Linked DNA regions of Xenopus laevis: region 1 is linked to region 2. Evidence: chromatin contacts called from public Hi-C data. All regions are on one chromosome and are shown on one strand. The core of a region is the stretch at or near the end of the contact, and the rest is flanking DNA. Distances in the headings are between cores, read along the strand shown.

The links. A called contact is a pair of places that touch in the nucleus more often than the background predicts.
Region 1: a contact with region 2 is called in a Hi-C map of the XTC cell line, with 4 times the contacts expected there. The contact joins the enhancer-like site here to the promoter of LOC779015 in region 2. A contact is called at or near these places in 2 of 4 Hi-C or Micro-C datasets (the XL177 cell line and the XTC cell line).

The regions. Positions count from the first base shown.
Region 1 is chr8L:73,773,166-73,776,854 of Xenopus_laevis_v10.1, forward strand. No RefSeq gene overlaps it. Among protein-coding and RNA genes, the nearest start is that of cipc.L, 14 kb to the right of the region's middle. Within about 2 kb of position 2,171, at least 1 of the 7 cell types and tissues checked has an H3K27ac peak or open chromatin away from gene starts, as enhancers often do.
Region 2 is chr8L:73,512,643-73,516,401 of Xenopus_laevis_v10.1, forward strand. LOC779015 (p24 delta1 putative cargo receptor) reads left to right here and starts at 1,252. Exons shown (of 5, transcript NM_001096701.1): 1 at 1,252-1,440. The coding sequence starts at 1,261. LOC121396841 (a long non-coding RNA gene) reads right to left here and starts at 119. Exons shown (of 2, transcript XR_005963171.1): 1 at 1-119.

The DNA of each region.
Region 1 (3,689 bases), core at 921-3,420, 260 kb after region 2:
AATGCGCAGATTAGGACTGTGTTGGTGTTTTCTATGCCATCATTAATTCCCTAGCAACCAGTCAAATATAAAGTCTGAGAGTTACAGAAAAAAAAATGACATAGCAAATTGTTTTCAAATGCTGCTATGTACAACATACTAAAAGTTAATTTTAAAGTGAACATTCCCTTTCACCATTGTTTAGGTTGCCGGTGGAAGATACTCAGCTATAATGTTGCCTGTGGCAAAAATACTGTTTTTCATCATTACAGATTACTGTTAGTAATCTTACTTAATAATTTGGCAAGTGAGTGCTTTATGTGAAATCAGTTAAGACCCTCTCTCTTAACTTTAGACACATTTGTCCTTTTAGGTTAATGCTACGTGAGGGCACCCAATGCTTGCAGCTTTTCCTTGCCCACCCAATGCTTGCAGCTTTCCCTTGCCCACCCAATGCTTGCAGCTTTCCCTTGCCCACCCAATGCTTGCAGCTTTCCCTTGCCCACCCAATGCTTGCAGCTTTCCCTTGCCGCTGCTGCTTTTTCTCCTCCGGCACAATTGCTTCCACTGGGGACTTAGCAGTAGATTCAAACAGTTGTCAAAATCTCTGCTCAGTTCCCAGTCGAGATGCAGCCAGCAGGTGGCATGCTGCTTCCAAATTTGTGCCATATTAGGCTTGGGTCTTGGTGGCATGCCGCTTCCAAATTTTTGCCATATTAGGCCTGGATCTTGGTGGCCTGCCCACAAATCCAGGCCTGAAATTCCCTCTATATAAATTATTTAAATCTTGTTTCCTTTGTTCTTTTGAAATCCACAATGATAGCAAAGAGACAGGTGCCATTTTGTGAACAAACTCAGCTTTACATCGCCTAAAATCTTGTGTATTCCCCAGAAAGGGGACATGATGACCATGCACAAACTACACAATGAGTAGAATAGGGGAATGTGAGGAGTCCTGTGGCTGAGGCATAAAGGCAGGAAAGGCTGCCTTTATGGTTATACCAGGCATGGAAGTTTTAATGAAAACATAATTTGGGTTTCATATTTAAAGGAGAAGGGATAGCCACTGGGGGTGCCAAACTGATGAATTATAATCTCTTACCTGATACCCCAGGCCAGTGAACCTTTTTGTTGAAAAGTGCACCAACCCAGTGTACTACTGCCGGAGTGCCACACAGTCATCTTCTTCTTCTGGATTTCCGTTTACATTCTGGTCCAGTTGTACAGGTGCTGTGAAAAGGCAAACTCAAAAGCAAAAAGACTGGCTTTTCATTCTACATGCCCTGCACTCCTGGGCTGAAGAGAAAAAAAGCAGAAGATCGTGATCTGGTGCTCCTATAGTTGTATCTCTGACCAGTGCAGTTTGCAGCAAACAGGAGTGCCAGCAAGGGCTATCAGGGGTCCGGGGACCCAACTTACCCCCAGTAATAATACATTTCCTTCTCTTTTAATTTGATAAGGACATTTATTATACAGCTTTTTATGATAGGTTGACAAGCATGGCCAGTAACACCACAAATTTAAGTGCCCTAAAAGTGCCAATATACTACTGGCAGAGCTGCTTTTGGTCCTGACCAAACAGCACGTCATTACTTTTAACTGAAATTACCTCAACAAATATTGTGCAGCAAACTTGATTGTGAGCATTTCTGGGCCCAAATCCACATTTATTTTTAATAAATTACAGGGTTCTCACCAGGATTTCGCCAGCTGTGTGGTATGAGCTATAGTCTGCAGACCCAATAAAATTGGTGGGCTTTAAGCAGTTCGTCTGTGACTGACCTCCACTCACTGTCTGGCCATTTGTAGGTTCTGGCAAATCCCAGAGGGGCTGCTGTAAGATGCCATAGACAATCACTATTTAGTGGGCTGGTGGGGAGCTGATTGGTCCTCTGTGCACCTGAAATGCCAGGACCTATTTTGACTCCCAGGTCCTTGATGTGATCTTAATACTGCTTGTTATGGTCTGAATACTGAATGTCAGAGCTGCCGGGGTTATTATACAGGCCATCTGACAACTGCTATCTCTACTTCCACTCACATGTGCACCACCTGCACTCTCTGGCAGTGGCACTAAGTTCCCACTTAACCTGCACCTAAATGCTGATATCCCTAACTTGTGCACAGTCAGGGTCGGTCTGGAGGGCCCAGGGCCCCCCAAGACTCCAGTCCAGGGCCCCCATCCCCCTACTGCAATGCGACGTGCGGCGCCCCCTCGGCACGCATGTTCACACTGTGCTGCGCATCGCAGAAAATCCTTTTTTTATAAAACAAAAATGAGCATCGGGAGAGGGGGTCTGGCTGTTGGGGGCCCATGAGGGTCAAGCCCACCGGGTTCTTTCCCGGTGTCCCACCGGGCCAGTCCGACACTGTGCACAGTAACCTCCAGGGTTTTACCCCACAACCTACCTCCTCCTTTGAGCCAAAGCTGTCCTTACTATCTTTCCTATCTGCCTTCTAACACTGAGGCACTATTAGAAGGTCTTAACTTTCCCTAGCTAGCTTTCTGGGTTGAGAAAACTTTGGGCAAAAAGCCTTTTCCTAAACCCAACACTCTTAACCACAGGCACAAACAAATGCTGAATGTGAAAAAAAGCATGTTTTGCGTTTATAAATGCCGGCAAGTGCATTTTTATCAGTTCCATTGCAACTCTCTATTCTACTTGCGTCTAATCAAACACAATGAAATGCAAATGGAATTAAACACAACCCAGGAATCAATTAAAGAATGTGTTTAGGTGTGATCAAAGTGCGTCAAACACATAAAATGCCTGTGCATGTGAGCCCTTATATGGGTTTTTTAGGCCTGGTAGCTCTGGAAACTTCCTTGGCCTCGGGGAATCCCACACATAACAAACCTTTGGGTTTTCTGCCATCTACTGGTGAAAACTAAACTGTACTAGTACAGTACTGTATTTTATTCCACTTCCTTACAGAATTTGTTAAGGCAGAATATGGTGGTACTGAAAGATATAAAAACAGAAAATACACTTCAAAGAAAATATTTTTGCGGTTTTTTGATCCCTTAAATTAGGCTTTAATGTCTTTCTTGGTTGTTTTTTTTTTGTTGCAAAAACTAAAGGAAGGACATTTTTGAGATAGTGATGTTGTTGTGAAGAAACATATTTGCAAATGACTGAAATTGAAAAAATTAAATATAACTTATTTAAAATGTTTTGTGGCCTGGCATGACCCTATGAGGCTATCTCATTCAAGGCTATCTACCTCTGCTGTTGCTTTATGAACAAGTTCTTTTTTATAGCCTTTCTCTAAGAAGTGAGGGAGTTTTTAGCTTCTTCATATTTGTTGGGTCCAGAGGAGATTCTTTTGGTCCTTATGAATTGCCTTTTAGGGATTGCTCTTTTAATTTTTGGGCTGTGAAAGCTATTTACATGCAACAAATTGTTTTTATCCACTGGCTGTCAGTGTGTATTCTGCCCTCTGAAATGCTTAATTTAACGTCCAGAAAATGTATTTAATGGTGGAAGACATACAGAGCCTCTACACCTCTATACCGCAAACTGAGGGTATGCTATAGAAGATTTATTACTAACTACGGATTTATCTAACCAAAAAAATCCTACTTGACTGCTTGAACATGGTATTGACTAAGAACTACTTCATGTTTGAAAATGTATTTTATTGACAATCTCAAGGGACGTCAATGGGGGCTACAGTTGCTCCCTCATACGCTAACTTATTTGTGCATA
Region 2 (3,759 bases), core at 2-2,501:
ACATTTACTTAGCTCGAGTGAAGGAATAGAAGAAAAAATACTTTGAATTTCGAATGTTTTTTTTGACTACTTCGACCATCAAATTGGCTACTTTGACCTTCGAATTGAACGATTCAAACTAAAAATCGTTCAACTATTCGATAGTTGATGTTATGTCTCTTTAAAAAAAACTTCGACCCCCTACTTCGCCAACTAAAACCTACCGAGCATCAATGTTCGCCTATGGGGAAGGTCCCCATAGGCTTTCTAGAAAATTTCTGATCGAAGGAATTTCGTTCGATCGATGGATTAAAATCATTCCAATCGTTCAATTCGAAGGGTTTAATCGCTCGATCGAACGATTATTCCTTCGATCGAACGAATAGTGCTAAATCCTTCGACATCGATATTCGAAGTCGAAGGATTTAACTTCGATGGTCGAATATCGAGGGTTAATTAACCCTCGATATTCGACCATTAGTCTGTGTGCCTCTGAATGCAGCTCTGTGGATCACCTGTGTGTATATCAGGATTGCAAATTATGAGTAACAGTTACACAATATAACTATGTAAGTATCAATATGTTACCATAATTATTATAAAGAAAATATTCTGTTTTCCAAGGAGGACAGGGCGGTCCTCTTGTACGCAATCTTGGGGGGTATTCTGATGTTAAAGGAAGCCATCCTTTTTGATGTATTTTGAGGGGCTTGTTTTTTTATGGCTCTTATATTTTTAATAAAACTGTAACCTTGATTTCCATACTAAGGAGATATGCTGAGTTTACTGGGTATGTAGTGGGTTAATACAGGGGTTTTCTTCTAAAAGGTTAATTATATAGCCATGATCTGGGGAATACACAAGATGGAGCAATCGGGTACACTGGACTTCTCGCCCTGCTGAACACAGTAAGGGGGTGGGGCTAGGGTTCTCACATATCACCATAAACAGTGTTTCCTTAAAATACCGGACACAATGTAAAGAAAAATAATAATAAATCTTAATTATTAATAACTGTAAATAATGCACCGTATCTTATCCATTACTCAGTATCTCCTGAATACGTCTATGTCTTACGCCAGCTATGATTTACGCAATCCTACCACCTGAAGCAACCAATCAGCTATGTCCACGAGCTATACCCTACATGCAGGAAGTATTTCCCTTTCACGCCCGGCTGTAAGATGTCTGAAATAGCATGACTGCAAGGTGTTGGAGAACGTCGAATTACTTGTCCTGGCTCCTCCCTTTCCGACAAACTAGTTCCGGTCTCCTGCCTCCATGGCCCGGTTGCTCCCCGTCCTCCTCGCGCTGCTCTTTTGCGGCTACGTGCGGTCCATCTCTTTTTCATTGCCGCCAAACAGCCGCAAGTGTTTGCGAGAAGAAATTCACAAGAACGTGCTTGTGACTGGAGAGTACGAGCTGTCTGAGGCCCACAATCAGGGCCAAGTGCGGCTAAAGGTGAGACAACAGATGGGGTGGGGATGCCTAATGAAAGTAACCATAAGTTCCTTGTCCGCAGCAACACTCCGAGCTTGTAGAGGGAGGATGCTAATGCTGGTAGCGCAGTGACAACACGGAAGTTTGCCCACATATGGTGTGGGTCCTCGGAGAATAGCGTGAGCCTTTGTTGGAGGAGACCAAATGTCCCTTGCAAGTGGGGGTACTCTATGAGTGGTATCCTGGGAAAGTGAAGATTTCTTTGTGAGGAGCGCTGTAAGGGGGTGGCTAAATGTCATTGCTGCGTGTGGGTGGTGTGACGTCGACACTGAACGCATTGTTTGTTATAATGTACAAAGGCAGAAATTATACTCAGAATTGAGGTTGAGGCGTCAGAAGAGGCGGTAAATTTGTCGGAATGAGGGACCGATCACGCGAGAACGGCTCACAGAACAAATACCTGTCCCCTTCCAACCCCCACATACCCCCGGCCTGGGAAGAAGCAGGTGTTCAGCTGTTGAGGGCGTGACCGCATGTGCTTATAGGAATGCTGGGAGACCTATATACTTGCCTAGTGTACTGTATAGTGTCTGTAATTATCAAACATCAGCCTGTATCAGTTGGGTATATGCTGGCACAGCTGGGGGGCTGCAGTTTGGCCTCTATCAGGAAGACTGGTGATTCCCTCCTGAAACTGCTGTCCCAGTTTGCATACAAAGCCTTTCCCCAGTGCTTCCATCTGAGACTTTCCTTCTTGCCATTTTCTATACATTCTAACTAAAGGCCTGTATATGTCATATTTTGACAATTTGTTTTGCTTGTTCATTCTTATGATCTCAACAGTCTCTTGTTCTCCTGGAACATAAAGTATTCCTGAGAGTTCCTTATGCTTTGTATCATCACAAGCTCTCCATTTATTTGCCTTGGAGCTGAATGTCAGGGTTTCATTTATTTGTATGTTGGCTGGTAGAGTATGGCTGGGTTTATGAAGAAAAAATTTAGATTTCTGAACACAGAAATAAGGCTTGTACAGGAGCATTAAAGGAAAACTATACCCCCAAAACGAACACTTAAGCAACAGATAGTTCATATCATATTAAGTGGCATATTAAAGAATCTTACCAAACTGGAATATATATTTAAGTAAATATTGCCCTTTTACATCTCTTGCCTTGAGCCACCATTTGGTTATGTTCTCTGTGCTGCCTCAGAGATCACCTGACCAGAAATACTACAGCTCTAACTGTAACAGGAAGAAGTGTGGAAGCAAATGACACAACTCTGTCTGTTAATTGGCTCATTAGCAGAAGAAATTCGGATGCACACCTAAGATTGCAGTGGTGTCCAAAATAGTGATTTATTTGTAGCCCAAAGTATACATCACAAAGGGGCAACGTTTCGGACCCCTCTGGGTCCTTTATCAAGGCTTGATAAAGGACCCAGAGGGGTCCGAAACGTTGCCCTTTTGTGATGTATACTTTGGGCTACAAATAAATCACTATTTTGCACACCACTGCAATCTTAGGTGTGCATCCGAATTTCTTCTGCTATTGACTCAGTGACCCTTATGCGAGGGAAGGGTCTTCCGGATCAGCACCCTACACTTACAACAAGTGTGTAAGGGATCAGGTAGAGCTCTTCATATTTGTGCATTGTTAATTGGCTCATGTGACCTAACATATATGGTTTGTTGGTATGTTTGTGAGTACAGTGAATCCTACGATCCCAGGGGGCGGCCCTTATTTTTTAAAATGGCAATTTTCTGATTACCCAATGGCACATACTACTAGAAAAGTATATTATTATGAAAATGGTTTATTTACATGAAGCAGGATTTTACATATGAGCTGGTTTATGCAATATCTTTTTATAGAGACCTACATTGTTTGGGGGGTATAGTTTTCCTTTAACTGAAAATTGTGGATGGCTAGTGATGCAGACATATGCACGGAATTGCCCCAGTCTACTGCTCTATATTCTGAACTGTAGAAATAAATAGGTTACATGTTTCCTTTGCCATCTTTGCTTCTGTGAGCAATCTTAGATTACTGAGTATAAAATTCAGGTCATCTTTCTCATGGTCCCAATAGAGGTTTCTTGTAATATTTCTAAGAAGGGACCCTTGGCCGATAAATAGGTTTGTATTATTTTGGTGCTCAAAATGCACTTTGTTACATTAACACTGTTTACATAGTACAGAGGTCTTTGTGGTGACCATGATCATCTTTGGGAGAACTCTTGACAGTCACCAGTCTACATTGGGAGTGATTTCTTATTATTTGAATAGGAAATAGGCTGTCTTCATTTGGGCTCTTGCTTTGGAAAGTTGACATCTGCATT